Regions from separate parts of the Zea mays genome. Here region 2 is linked to region 1. A link is a contact called in public Hi-C data. All regions are on one chromosome and are shown on one strand. Each heading gives the region's core, a stretch centred on a gene start, on an enhancer-like site or on the middle of the called end of the contact. The rest is flanking DNA. Distances are from core to core; before and after follow the strand shown. Region 1 holds the start of LOC100216778. Region 2 holds the start of LOC103638457.

Region 1 (3,385 bases), core at 374-2,873:
TAATTGGAATTCTGTCGAACTAGATAAATATCAGAATTGTGCTAACAACACGATGGTTGGTGGAACATAGTAGTAAACAACTGTAAAGTAATTATTGGTGTCAGTTCAGAACAAGTGATGTTAACGATTCACCAATTCGTCTGTTATTTTCTTGTAAACAAAAAGAAGTAACTAGTGGCCATGCATATATGTTGCCTTTGCTAGAAAAAGAGGAGATAAGAGCAACTCCAATAGCACCTAATATCAAAGTCTCAAACCATATTATAGGGGAAAAAAGAAAAGCATGTCTCCAGATTCTTCATGTTTTCTGAACTCTGTTATTTGTGATGCCTAGCAGTAAAAATTGTACTCCATGATGAAATAGCTATTCATGTAAACGTATGACAAAATGAAATGGATGGACTAAATTATAAAGGAATTGATTATAGTTCAAGAATACACACTGGACAGCATATGTGTTTATTTAGAGTGGATTTCTTGAAGTTGTTATTCTGTTACATATAATCAATTCACTTGATATTTACATTTTTTACTTGGAACACAACATTGTGAATCAGACTGTATGTGTGCCTGATACTCCTGTGTTTTGCCTGTGCTGTTAATCTGTTATGTGAACTGCATTTATAATGAAGTGCCTGTACCGTTATCTTCTATGTGTGTCACAAATAGTAAAGCTAGCAGTTGAAGCTAGCAATTTGTTCTTGTATGTTCTGAATTCTAAATGGTAAATAATTAAGCTACTAATTTGTACCTATATGTTCTGAATACTAACCAGACCTTTTTTACCTGTGTTCAAGCGAGCAGTTCAACAACACATTCCGAATAATACATGTGTTCAAGCGAGCAGTATGTACGTTTTGAATAATAAACCTAGAACATTTGTGGGAGTGGACGACGGGTAACAAACTGGTGGAGATTTGTGAACCGATCAAACAGGTTTTACGTAAACTATATGGAGCTGTTGGAGTACTACCTTTTTTATTGGCCTAAATACTTTTAAGGAGATCCCAATGTCTGTGTTTTGGGAGCTAATTTTTTGGTATTTGTTGGAGATGCTCTAACGTACTGTCCTACACTCCTACTATCAAAATCATATAGAAAATCATAACTTATGACATAATATCTTTAGATAATCACTATATGCCATTAGCGACAACAATATCTGTACAAAAATAAGCATATAACTAAATTATGCATCTCTATTTACCACTGCGATAGATAACCTATAGAATCCATCTATAAAAAAGGAGAATAGGGGATCCGATCTGAGCACCTCAAACCTCTCTGCTGCAAAAAATACACATGTGTTTGCAAGGATAAAAGACATCTCTCTGCAGCGACGGCCCGTGCTGGGCAACGGCAGCGGTGGCCCGTGCTAGGCGACGGCATCGGCGACCCGTGCCGGGCAACGATAGCAAAGCAGTAAATGAGAGAAGAACTTGAAGTCACTTACCACCAAGGTCTCTGCATGTCCTTGCCCCATCCATCCTTCCAGGGGGCATGTTGAACACGGCCAGGTATTGAGGAGCAGACACCGAGGCGGTTGGATGGATGGCGGCGTCGAGGTAGTTGGATGGAGCGGCGGCGCCGAGGTGGGGCGGGGTTGTGGCGTCCAGGCGGTTGGATTGGGTGGCGGCGTTGAGGCGAGGAAGACGGGCGTGGGGTGGGGTCGTGGGATTCAGACTAGACAACGTCAGAGAGCAGTCAGCTAATCTGCACCCTTCACCGTTGATCCAGCGATAACTATACAAAAGTGACATGGGCTGCACAAAGTTGAGGCCCATCATAGCGCACAGCGGCACAGGTCATGCCGAGAGCTTTCCATGGACACAGAAAACACCTCTGCTATTTCTGCTCGAGCGCCACCGCGCCGTCTGTATCCCATCGAGGAGAGCTGCACTGTCGCCCATGCTAAGCGTCACGCCATCGTCATCCCTCGTCGGGCGCCATCACCATCCTGAATGCTACCGACCTGTAGTGTATCCACCTAGCCACAGTGTGCCAATTTTTGAAGTCTGAATGGAAGTGTCAAATAAGCTCAGACTTGCAGAGTACATTCTCATCTCAGTGATGGCAGTCGAGAACTGAATTTTACACTCTGGACACAATCATTCAGCAATTCAGTGCCTGTGCAATTCTGGATACAGGCATGCAACAAGTGCAGTTTCAGTTTACAAGCAAATTTAGTTACACGCCATGTTCAGTTTACACGCCATGTGCAGTTTCAGTTACACGCCATGTTCAGTTTACTAGCTGAAAGACATGGATCACAAGGTTGGTGTTGTGTATTACAAGGTGTTAGAAGCGGATCACAAAATTCAGTTACACACCATGTTCGTCGCTGAACTGGTAGATAGTACCCCATGCCATTGCCACCATCCCTAAGTCTGATCTAGAACTACTAGGATGTCAAGGTGGATGACAACAAGGACTACTTGGCTTACAAGCTATGCGACATGAAAAGGAAGCCATCTATGGAATGTTGCAGGAATTGGTTCATAACCAGAAGAAGAAAAAGCGAGATGTCATTGGGTAGAAAAATGTAGGGGTCTTGTAAACATGCTGTGCACTACTGATGCATGGCTGGATCTATGTTCTGAAACCTAAAATGTAATCTACAATCTGAAATGTGAAATATGTGGTGCACACAAATGTGTTCTGAAATGTGTGTTTTCTGAAATCTGAGTTGCATAGAAATGCATTATGAAATGTGTATGTTCTGAAATCTGAAATGTGTATTATGTGTAGCAGTAGTATTACATCAGTTAGACAATACTGAAATGTGTATTATGTGTGTGTTCTGAAATCTGAAATGTGAAATGTGTATTATGTGTATGTTCTGAAATCTGAAATCTGAAATGTGTATGTTCTGAAATCTGAAATCTGAAATGTGTATTATGTGTATGTTCTGAAATCTGAAATGTGTGTTTTCTGAAATCTGAGTTGCATAGAAAAGTTGAATATCACTTCTCAAAGCTCGAACAAATTATTGCATAAAGTTCACTCCTCTCAAATAACCGTAGCGAGTTCACTTCTTAAAAATCAAACAAATTACAGCATACAGTTCACTTTTCTCAAATAACAGTAGCTAGTTCACTTCTTAAAAATCAAACAAAATACAGCATAGAGTTCACTTCTCTCAGATCAAACAAAAAACATGCTACTCGTTATCACTGAAATCATCATCGTCATTGACAATAGTTATTGATTCTTCGTTGTCACTAGCATATTGCCATCCAGTTTCATCTTCATTGTCGCTTGTCTCATACTCTTCCACTTCCTCTTCTCGTTGCACCCGAAATTCATCAACCACACTTGCATTGACATTAACAGATTCGTCAGCATCCTGATGTCCAGGTATCTCCATATCTCCTTCATTAACTTG
Region 2 (3,556 bases), core at 826-3,325, 790 kb before region 1:
TTTATTCAGCATAGAAGTATTCACTAATTTATGCTCTGTTGGTAGTCGGACCACATATGATATGCTATTATATCTCTTAAGTTATTCCCTTCTAAATTTCCTTGGTCTCCATCAGGTAGGTTGACAAAAGTTTGTGGATTGATATTTCCTTGATCATTCTCTAGCCACCTCTCATCACCATTTAGTGACCAAATCAAGTTATGAAAGACTGCAATAGCTAAAGGTATTTTGGCTTGGTTTTTCTATTTTGTGAAAGGTAGCAACTTTGAGGATTGGAAATCTCTTCTTTATGACACCCAAAGCCCTCTCTACATGACTTCTTAAAATGGCATGTCGATGATTATATAACTCATTATTTTGAGGTCTTCGGTGGCCACGACCAAACTCTTTCAAGTGGTACCTAACCCGACGATAAGGCGCAAGAAAGGAAGCTGTATTAGCATAACCACCATCTACTAGGTAGAACTTTCCGGAAGGTACTTCAAACTTTCCTATAGAATTGGTCATTACAGATCTGAGAACCATTGAATCTGTTGCTGATCCTTCCCATCCAGCTGACAAATAAGTGACTTTGAGATCAAAATCACAAACGAACATCACATTTTGACTAAGTGTCCCTTTTCTATTCCTGAATGGTGCAGCTTGATTAGGTGACATTGATATTGGAACGTGGATTCCATCTATTGAACCTAGGCAATTCTGCAAAAAAGTAAAAAAGAAATGATCTTCTAAGATCATTTAAGGTTGAGTACCTTGTAAGATTGACACATAAGAGTTAAAAGAAATCACCTTAAAGTAAGGGTAAAATCGGTTATCTTCGCGAACTTTTGCATGTACTTGATTGGAGGGAGGTTTTAGGAACCGCATGCTGAGGGCAGGGATAACTATGTCAAAGAAATGTTTGATCACACGATGGAATGTATCATTGCTGTGACCAAAGAATACTTGGAGATCCTCAAACGACGCATTGTGACTAATCATATATAAAAAGAAACCAAGCTTTTCCTCGACCTTGATTCTAGTGTCTTTAACCAACCCTTCGCTTCTAGGATAATTGACCAAGGCTTTAAAGATGTAAGGTTCCATCCTAAATGATGTCCTACAATTCTTGATGTGGCCTTCAAGTTGCTCCCTAACCTTTTCCTCTCCAGTTAGCGTTGATGTATGTCGCAACTTTTTTTCACTATCTCCAATATAGCCCAAGAGATGTAGAGTAGGGATAATTAAAAGCATGAGATCATCGTCATCATCATCCCTCCTCTTTCTAATGCGATCTCTAGTACTCATATCCATTGTAAAACTATAAGCAATATCAATGAACACAAGGAAATCAAGTTAACAAAAATAGTTACACACTTCATATAATTTTAAGACTATAAATTTTGTACACATAGCACCTTGAAAAATGGATTAGACACCGGATCTCAAGAGGGGGAAAGCTTGTCCTCGCGACTCTCACAAGAGTAGGGACAATCTGAAAATAGATACAATAATGAACACCAAACTGTTACCAAATTAAAAGACTATTACAAGAAACAAAACACATGATTTAAATCCAAACCAATAAATGCAATAAACACATGATATCAGTATAATAAACACCAAACGACAATGTGTAAAAACAATAGAAACAAGTGCCACCAAAGTGTAACGATATTCTCAAGTGGTTAATAAAACCGTTTCTCTGAAGAAATAAAAATTCAGTTGAATTTTGAACTAAAGTTAAGTTGTATGTTCACAACGATCATAAAATTACTACCTCGAATCTACGTCCCTGCAAAGCTTACAGAACACATAATATCATTTCAAAAAATATAAATAAAAATTCCAGGTAGTACAAGGTAGTATGGTTGCGAGGGAAGTCAAACCACATCTAGCTAGATCTAGCCAGCAGCACGGACGGCTCTAGCTAGGACCTACCTCCAGGCTCAGCTCCAGCGCCGGACGGAACTCCTATTGCTCACGGCGTACGATCGAGAAGCAGGGACGAGACGATGATGGCAGGACGGGAACGAGGCGGCGACGGCGAGACAGGGACGAGGCGGCGGGGGCGGCGTGCTCAGCCGCGTGAGGCGGCACGTGGATTTGTTCCAGAACAAACGAGCTAGGGTTATAATCTAGGAGTACAAGAGTAAAAAACAATCCAAGCTTCTGGGCTACAAACCATACTGGGCTTAACCGAAGGGAAAAATAAATCATCCTGGATTTTTTTTCCGGGCTTGGATTGTGGGCTGGATTGGATCCCAATCCAGATTAAACCAGGCCTGGTTTGGTATAACTGAACATGGCCTTATAGTGCTGCGTCAGTGCATCACTATGCTTTTTAATTGAATGTAACTATTAGAGTCTGAGATTGCAAACCCAGGCTGCTATATTAATAGATGAGATACACTATGCTTCTTAATTGAACGTAACTATTAGAGTTTGAGATTGCAAACCTGGGCTGCTATATTAATAGATGAGATAGTATATGGGTTGGGCCTAAACCCATTATATAACACACATGTCGAATACTTCCGTAGTTGCAACTCTAGTCATTACAAATGTCATAACTTTAGGCATTATAGATGTTGAAACAGGACTGAAATTCTGAGGACGTCATAGAGGAGAGCCCCTTGGTCAAGATGTCGTCAAGCTGTGAAGTGATTGGTATGGAGGACATGTACATCGCCGACGGTGACACACTCGCGGATGAAGTGGATGTTGATCTCTACGTGCTTCGTGCGCTGGTGTTGTATGGAAGTGGTGGAGAGGTAGACCGTGTTGACCATGTCACAATAGACGAGTGTGGCGTGCTAGGGTGCTATGGAGCTCCTAGAGCAGCTGACGAGACGCCTCGGCCACACCGTTGGCCACAACGCGATACTCGGTCTCAGTGCTGGAGTGAGAGATGACAAGCTACCGCTTTGAGGACCAGGATATGGGGTTGGCTCCCAGAAACACAGCGTAACCAAAGGTGGACCGATGCGTGTCGGGGCAGCCGACTCAATCAGCATCGGTATAGACGACTAGCTCAGAGTCAGAGAGGCCCGAAGAAGGTCGTAGTCGAGAGTGCCACGGAAGTAGCGAAGAATCAGCTTGGCAATGGCGAGGTGGGGCTCCCATAGGGTATGGAAGTGAAGGTACACCTGTTGGACTACGTAGGCAATATCAGGCCGAGTGAAGATGAGGTACAGTAAAGCCCCAATGAGGCCCCGATAGGCTATCACTTAGCCGTTTGGGGCATCGTGGTCTTTGGAGACCTTCGTCTGAGTGTCAACAGGCGTGAAGCAAGCCTTACAGTCAGATATGACGGCTCGCTCCAAAATGTCGATGGTGTACTAGCACTGGTGAAGGAAGAGGCCATGGGGCGGCGCTCCATGGTGATCCCCATGGAAATGGTGGAGAGGGCCGAGGTCCTTTATCGTGAACTCACACTACAACACGACGATCGTGCGCTAGAGGGTGGCACTGGATGTTTTGAGCATGATGTCGTCGACATGGAGAAGGAGGTAGACGGTACCGCCGTCGCACCACAGGATGAATAGGGACGTGTCTAACTTGGCCTCGATGAAGC

The links. A called contact is a pair of places that touch in the nucleus more often than the background predicts.
Region 2: a Hi-C map of leaf shows a contact between it and region 1, with 5 times the contacts expected there. The contact joins the promoter of LOC103638457 here to the promoter of LOC100216778 in region 1. A contact is called at or near these places in 4 of 25 Hi-C or Micro-C datasets (bundle sheath, ear, leaf and 1 more).

The regions. Positions count from the first base shown.
Region 1 is chr9:73,635,177-73,638,561 of Zm-B73-REFERENCE-NAM-5.0, reverse strand. LOC100216778 reads right to left here and starts at 1,623. Exons shown (of 6, transcript NM_001143177.1): 1 at 1,454-1,623. The coding sequence starts at 1,502. LOC118473325 reads right to left here. Exons shown (of 4, transcript XR_004852676.1): 4 at 2,964-3,385.
Region 2 is chr9:74,424,499-74,428,054 of Zm-B73-REFERENCE-NAM-5.0, reverse strand. It overlaps LOC103638457, which reads right to left and starts at 2,075. Exons shown (of 6, transcript NM_001369853.1): 1 at 1,921-2,075; 2 at 1,398-1,474.